Regions from separate parts of the Mus musculus genome. Here region 2 is linked to region 1. The links are chromatin contacts, called in public HiChIP or PLAC-seq maps. All regions are on one chromosome and are shown on one strand. The core of a region is the stretch at or near the end of the contact, and the rest is flanking DNA. Distances in the headings are between cores, read along the strand shown.

Region 1 (3,784 bases), core at 893-3,392:
ACCAGACATAGCCCACCTTTTAAATGTTTCTCTTCATGACCTAGCATGCCATCACCCATTGTCATCAGTACCTGTGACATGGCTTTGTAACCACCTGTGCTGTACAGCTCAGTCACACTCAGCCAGGAGCAGGTCCAGGCCTGTTCTCATTACCCCGCCACAGAGTTGAATGTGGCACAAAGTCACACCCTTGGCTAGCTCCCTTCTTTTTCCCTCTTCTCCTAGTACTCTGGCCACAGAAGTTTCCATCAGCCTGGATTACGGAAGCTTCCCCCTTATCCTGTCTAAGGCAACCATCACCCCCTAGAGGGGAGTGTCCTGCCCATGTGACCCCATTCATCAGCCCCTCTCAGTCTCTGACAGCACAAAGCAAGCATGGTCCCACTGACACTTCAACCTCAGACTTATGACTTCAACTATAAGAGAGTCTGTTTCTGCCATAAGCTACCTGGTCTCTGATACTCAGGTACATCCTTGGGGGACACTATGGGGTTTTCAAATACTCCATTTTGGCCAAATCTCCCCCCAGACAGAAGCAACAGGAGAACATAAAGGCAGAATGGAGGTCCTGTAGAATCCTATATCGTGAGCAACCACTGTTTACCATCTTCTCTATGAAGCTGTTTAAACATCTTCTCTACGGGTTATTTAAACACACCCTCTAACTGAAATGCAAGAGTCCATTTCAATTCCATGTGGGCATGTATGGACTCTATCTCCTACTTCCTGCATCCCCAAAGCCACCGAAACCTTCAACACAGAGGTTCTTTTTCCATGATCATGTTGGATTTGTCCTTTTTCTCAGTGCAACCACACAGAAAGCCTAGACCAGGCAACTCAACAGCACAGAGACTTGCTGACATTGCTTTGTTTGATCTTCCCAATAAGAACATCCACTGCTAATATTATTATTTACGTATTTCTTCATCCACATCCTCTAAGGCCCTGTTAATAGTCATGGATGGTAGCTATCCCTCATCTTTGCTCCAACTAGGAGCAGATCCCCTGGCCTGTGTCTGACAGAGTGACGATGGGAATGGTAAGCACATCAATATGGAATCAGAAGGGAACCCCATGACATGTTCAAGGCTCTCCACCCCTCTGATTACGGCACAGGGCTTTGGTGAAATGCTACTATCCTCTCAGTTCCTTACAAATAACATCATCTGCCCAGAACTGAGCTGAGGGTTCCAGCTAGACCTGTAGCTGTTGGAAGCCTCTTGAACTGCTCCCATTGACACCAGCATCCAGAACGGCCTTGTCCTCTCTCAAAAGTTTGACTCCAAGATCACACGACACTAGGAACACCGCATATATTTGTCTGGCTTCGAAGTGCCAGGAACCTCTCAAAACCACCAACTCAAAGGCTGGAGAAGTGGAAATATACATGGGAGGAAATGAAAAATGTCACTTGAGAGATATCTAGGACATTTCACCAGCAAAGGAGAGATCAGCCTGGCTCTATAGGAGAAGTGGGGGTGACGGTGCAAGCCAGAGAACAGAAGGTGAAAGAGTACAGACCCCTCCAAGGATTGTAGCCAGAGGGGTTCCTGAGCTGGCAAGAAGGATACTGGTCCAGCTGCTGGGAGAGCCATCTGTCACATGATGGTGCGCAAGCTCTTGTTCTATTGTGTGACCTGAGGCTCACTGGCTATGTCTCTGGTACTCAGTGTCCCCACTTAAGTAGAAAGCTACGCTTGCCCAGAGCTTCAATAAAGCGGTGAGAGATACTGTACAAAGCAGCTCCCAATGTAGATAGGAATCATCATCTTTACCGCTTTCTCCCTCAGCGCTCTGCCTGGCAATCGCAAACAGGAAATGACTATTCATGACCCACAGAGAACAGAAACACACCACTTTATCCTGTGTGGGCAATGTGAGCATGTCATGAGAAGGGAGGGCTCCAAAGGCCTGCTTGGTGGATCCCAGGAAGACCCTGCCCTCCTGAATCCACTGATCCTTCCCATGCCACGATGAACGCAGGGAAAAAAGCAGGGGCTCTGGAAACTTAGGAACCGTGCGCAGAGCCCCCGCAGCCAGGCCCCCAGGGTAATGTAAAGTGAAAACACCATCTCAGTATCATCTCAGTGTGGCTCCAGCCTACTGCCCTCAAAGAAGTCTGGTGGTTAGTGTCAGGAACCCCAGACGTGATACTGTTCAAAAGTAAAGGATGTGGATTTGGTTGGTGAGGGGACGGGAAGGGAGGGAAGCAGCTAGGCCTTCTGCTGTCATCTTAGCCACTCTCAGCATCAAGGCAGCTTGGCAAGCAAAGGGGACAAATGGGGCCATTTAGAAGGTTGCCAAGTCCAAGTCTCCAGGAGGCCTTTGATTGCTCAAGTTTCTCTCTGCCTCTCAATCTGTGATAAACCCACAGCAGCGAGCTTCCTCTGCCAGAACAAGAGACCAAGTGGAGTCAATTTCCTTCAGGCCCTTTACATACTCCAACTCCAGCACAAGGAGAATCAACCACACGAGCACTCCAGCCCAAACCATTATATGTGGGGTGCCAATTGGTGATCGCCACCTCCTCTAGGCAAAATGCCACTCATCCCCCAGACCCTGAGATATCACTGGTCTCTTGGATTCTGTTTCTGCTGCCAAGAGCTGATCTTTCCCGGATCAGTCCCCCACTTCAGATTTAAGGTCCCCCCTCCTGCCCTCCAGAAAAGAGGTGGGGTAAAGAAATCACTGAGAGGAAAAAACAGGCAGATAAGCAGAGAGAAAAGAGCAGAGAGCCATCAAGAGAGTGGAAATGCACACAAACTAAATTCCTCTCAGCTGAGCTCAGGGGAGCAGGTGGATTGCCCCAAAATCACGAGCCCTCTCTGGGCCTGGTTCATCAACAGCTGTGGCCTATTCAATCACAGGGAAGCAGCAGGAGAGAGACACTTGACCCTAATTTGATGAAAAGGTGGTCATATTAGATGCAGCATGTTCATCTCATTTGAATTTCAGATAAATTTTGTTATTATTACTATTACTATGATTATTATTATTATTATTTTACATCTCAGACATATTTATACTAGAAAAAAGTTTTTTGAATCTGGAATTCAAATTTTACTTGGCATCCTACCTCTTTTTTTTCTATTTGATATTTTTATTGGATATTTTCTTTATTTACATTTCAATTGTTATCCCTTTTCCCAGTTCTGCCCCCTCCCCTCTGAAACCTCCTATCCTATCCTCCCTCCCCCTGCTTCTATGAGGGTATTCCTCCACCCACCTACCCACTCTTACCTCCCTGCCCTCAATTGCCCTACCCTGGGGCATGCTATCTCTTTAATCTGCTGCCACAGGTGCCCTGATCAAAGGAGAAAGAACAGAGCTGGTAAGCAGAAAGCAAGCCACATAACACCCTTCTCAAAGTGTAGTAAACAGACTACCAGCACTGTCATTGGCCAGAAATTGCTAGGCATGCAAATTCTCTAGGCTCCGCCCCAAACATACACTGCCTAAAATTGCTGCATCAAAGCTGGTAATCTCACTACCAAGCCTTCAGATGCTGGAATGGCAGGCTCTGAGTCTCAAGTGTGGCAATCTGCACAAGCTGCTGAGTTGGGCTTGTGGGTGCCCTTCAGATCCTGCCTTCTGGCTTCAGCTTTAAATACTCCTGCTTTATGCCCCAGACTTGGAAGAAAAAAAGCCCTAGGAAAATTGTGGTAGCATGCTTCTATACACATGTATATATGTGTGCATGCACACACACACACACACACATACACACACACACACACACACACGCACACACTCCTGCGTCCAAAGAAACACATAGTACATAGTT
Region 2 (3,784 bases), core at 924-3,423, 160 kb before region 1:
CCCGTTAACAAGTCAAAAGTCCAATCTCTCTGTTCTGGAGTCAAAGCAGCTGCGTTTGCTCGGGCCTGCGCTTGTGCAGCTTCGTGCCAAAGCGCTCTCCATTCCATATATTTGCCCATACTAGGGAGAGCGGCTTTTACAACCGTTTGCCAGTCGGCAGGAGTTAGTGCCATGCCAGCGAGCCTGTCTAACTGCACCAAGGTAAAATTAGCATTGGTTCCGTATTTACGAACCGACTCGGCAATTTCCTTAATTTGTAAGTATTCTACCGGAGCGTGGACACGCCCACCCTCGGCTCCTTCAAAGACCGGAAATGCCTGTTGTATTTTCCTTTGTTCCTCCTTTGGAATGAACGAGTCTGTGCATTGCCTCTCTGTCCATTGCCTCTCTGCGCAGGGCTGATGCACTACGCAGGGCGGGGGCTCAGCATAGGGTGGAGGTGCACTATGACCTTGAAGCCGACTGCCAAGAGGCCAAGCAGCAAGCTGGCCTTTGCCAGCCGCTTTTGGCTTCCTTAACTGATTAGCTAGCACTTTACCTGGCTGGTACCCTTTTTTCTCATAATGAGCTGCTTCTTCCTCCCAGTCTGTTTCCTCAGAGGAGAATTCTTCATCTGCTTCAGAGCTACTAAGAGCTGGCTCCCCGAGCCCATCCAGCGATGAGCACAGGCTCCTTTTCCTAGAGACCTCCGCTAATTGATCTTTCTTCTTTTCCCTTTTTCCTCTTTTTCTTCTAATCTCTCTCCAGGTATTCCTACCTAACCTTAACTTTTCCTCGGGTTCAAGACCCTTGGAAAGGCCTGTATACTTATTTTGTGTACCATATTTCCTCTTTGTTCCTACTCTCTCTCCCCGCTTTACTTCTGATAGCTTGTCCTGAATTTCCTCTAGAATCCGCCCTGCCTTAACCACTTGATAACATGTGAAAAGGAACAAAAGGGCTCCTAACACCAGAAAAAATTCAAGGCCAAACATATTCCACTTTACTTCTGATAGACTGTCTTGAATTTCGTTAGAAAGTTCAAGATCGGACTTACCTCGTAAAGCTGTACTCACTGGTACTCTCGTTCCCCAGCTGAAAAGTTCTGAATTCATACAGTTGAATCCTTCTTAACAGTCTGCTTTACGGGAACCTTTATTACCGCGACCCGCAGTTCTGGTTCTGGAATGAGGGATCTTCCTTGCGCCAGTCCCGAGTTTTTTCTCGTCCCGGAATTTCTCGTCCCGTCCCGGGTCTCAGCACCAATTGTTATTAGACACGTTCTCACGACCGGCCAGGAAAGACGCAACAAACCAGAATCTTCTGCGGCAAAGCTTTATTGCTTACATCTTCAGGAGCCAGAGTGCAAGAGAGCAAGCAAGCAAATGGCGAAACCCCATCCCTTTTTAAGGAGAATTATCCTCCACCTAGGATGTATTACTCCCTGATTGGCTGCAGCCCATCGGCCCAGTTGTCATCACGGGAAAGGCAGAACACATGGTGGGAAAACTGCCCCTGCATGTGTGCAGACTATGTTTACCACTTAGAACACAGCTGTCAGTGCCATCTTATAATGGCAAATGTGAGGGCGGCTCCTCACAGCCAGGAGGCTGGAGATGAGAGCTAGTATAGAGTTGAGCAAAGTGGAAGATACTGAAAACTGGAAGTTGAGGGACCACTTGCCAGGTGGCCTGTCTTCTCTTCAGTAGGATAACAATGACAGTAAATGGGCCAGTAATGAGGTTAGGACCGAAGGGGAGCCAACTGACCAGAGACTGGAAAGACTGGTTGCCAAGCAGAACCAACAAGCCTGCCTGATAACTCCACAGTGGCTCTTTCTACCCAATTGTGCTATTCTCTCCAAGGGTTCTCAATAAGCCAGGTATGGAGGAGTACCGATAGGTACCTGGACCAACATCAGAGTGTGAAAGCAAGCTGGTGGGTTTGGCCCAGCTAGACTGAATCCAAGTTGGTGAAGCGGCTGGTAAGAATTGTGTCAGACGGGTACATCATGGGATCTTAGCCTGACATGGATGGAAATAGGTACTGCCTAGGGCCAAGGTGCGGGATCCAGGGACTTTACCACCGAATGAGGTCACATATCAGATAAGACAGTAAAGCACTCTGAGGTAAGTGTCAAATGAGCTGTGTAAAGTGCTAAATGAGTTTGCATCTGGCTTTGACACCTATCAGCTGTGTGGCCTAAGGCAGATGTTCTAACATCTCTGAACCCATCATGAACTTATTCCTAACAGCCCCCTCTCTAAGGGTGTTGTCACCCAGGGCCCCAAGGAGAGAACTGTGAAAGTTCATCGTACGCTGTGTGCAAATGTCAGCTGTGATGTGTCAGGCAAGGGAGGTCAAGAGAGTCAGCAGGTTTCAGGCAGGATTAAAACCTAGCAATTCACTCTCCTAGTCCTTCCGAAGGCTGTCTTCCCCTCTCTCTGCCCTTGTCCTTCCTGGATCTTATTTGGTTGGTTTCTGACCAATCTTTAAAACTTACTCCAGTCAATTTGAATTCTAATCGGATCCTCCAAGGTGCCCCCTCCAGCCTCAGCTGGGTGTCATCTATGAAATTAATGAGCGTGCTCTCTGTTTCATCGTCTAGTTCATTGCTGGAAACATTAAATAGCTCAGGGCTCCAGACACCGAATTGCTTCAGATGGCCTCTCACAAGTCTCCAGGGTTGTTTGTTTCTTTGTTTGTTTGTTGAGCCAGGTTTTTTTTTTCCCCTCCTGAATTTTAGCCATCATCACAGTCACGATTCACACACAGAGAAAGTCTCTCTGTGGAACACTAGCAATTTCCTCAAATCCATCCCACTTCTACCTCCAAAAGCATTACTTAGAAGACTAAACAGTTGCCCCCCCCCCTTGAACCTGGCCTTGCCCGGGGTCCACCTTCTATGGCCTCTGAGGCATTATCACCTAGCCCATGGAGTTCAGTGTATATGTTAGTGCATTTAAGCTAATTAACGAAATGCCCTACACTGAGTAATTTATAAACAGCACAGTTTTAGAGACTAGCAAGTCCCACAAGATGCCAGTGGCTTGGTGTCTGTTGGTGACATCTCCTTCCATGTCCCTCTCAAAAGTTGTGAGAGTGAATCTTGACCGGGTTGAGCAGTGCCTAGGTATTTAATAATCCACACCTCCAGATGTGTCTGTAAGGGTGCTTGTGGAGAGAATTAAGTACAGACCCACTCTGAATTCAGGCTATGCTGTTCATTCCATAGGCTGGAGTGTGGAGGAGGGGAGTTGGAGAAAGTCAGATAACACAGCCATGCTCTTTAATCTCTGCTCCTTGCTTGCCATGAAGTTACAGGCCTTTTCTGTCATGCCTCCCACTGCCATGATGCTGTCCTTATCTCAGGACGTCAGAGATGGGGCTAGGGAACAGAACCCCTGAATCAGTGAGTCCAACAGACTCTTTTTCATTTAAACTGGTATTAACTCAGGTATTTGAGCACCTAACACAAAAATATTTCATAAAGCTATTAATGCTATATATAAGGCTCAAGATAAATTATCTACCTTCCAGAGGGTCCACTTCATGATACTTTTTTTTTTTTGAGATGATTAGATTTCAATGTAAGAATTCTAATTCGACAGGACTATGCAGAACATATCAGTGTGTGACCAAACTGTAAGTGCACACGCAGAAATTTACCACTACAGAAAGCTTCTTGGAGGTAATTGCTAGAAATATCTTAAATGCAATCCGGTTCTTTCTCCACCTACTTTACCTGAAGACAAGTTCTAAGATGCAGATCCCAGATATTGTACCTCTCTCCAGCCTCCCGGCA

The links. HiChIP or PLAC-seq counts read pairs in DNA pulled down with a chosen protein or histone mark.
Region 2: a BATF HiChIP or PLAC-seq map of CD8 T cells shows a contact between it and region 1, with 8 read pairs. The contact joins two enhancer-like sites. A contact is called at or near these places in 1 of 15 datasets of contacts at CTCF or cohesin (CD8 T cells), 1 of 484 Hi-C or Micro-C datasets (the HL-1 cell line) and 3 of 115 datasets of contacts at active chromatin or transcription factors (CD8 T cells, astrocytes and memory CD8 T cells).

What each region holds. Positions count from the first base shown.
Region 1 is chr14:70,961,774-70,965,557 of GRCm38.p6, reverse strand. All of the region lies in intron 4 of Gfra2 (glial cell line derived neurotrophic factor family receptor alpha 2), which reads right to left. Among named protein-coding and RNA genes, the nearest start is that of Gm34588, 22 kb to the right of the region's middle. Within about 2 kb of position 2,142, at least 56 of the 459 cell types and tissues checked have an H3K27ac peak or open chromatin away from gene starts, as enhancers often do. A contact at or near this core is called in CD8 T cells and memory CD8 T cells, where this site is marked.
Region 2 is chr14:71,118,995-71,122,778 of GRCm38.p6, reverse strand. No RefSeq gene overlaps it. Among named protein-coding and RNA genes, the nearest start is that of Gm34757, 46 kb to the left of the region's middle. Within about 2 kb of position 2,173, at least 13 of the 459 cell types and tissues checked have an H3K27ac peak or open chromatin away from gene starts, as enhancers often do. A contact at or near this core is called in CD8 T cells and memory CD8 T cells, where this site is marked.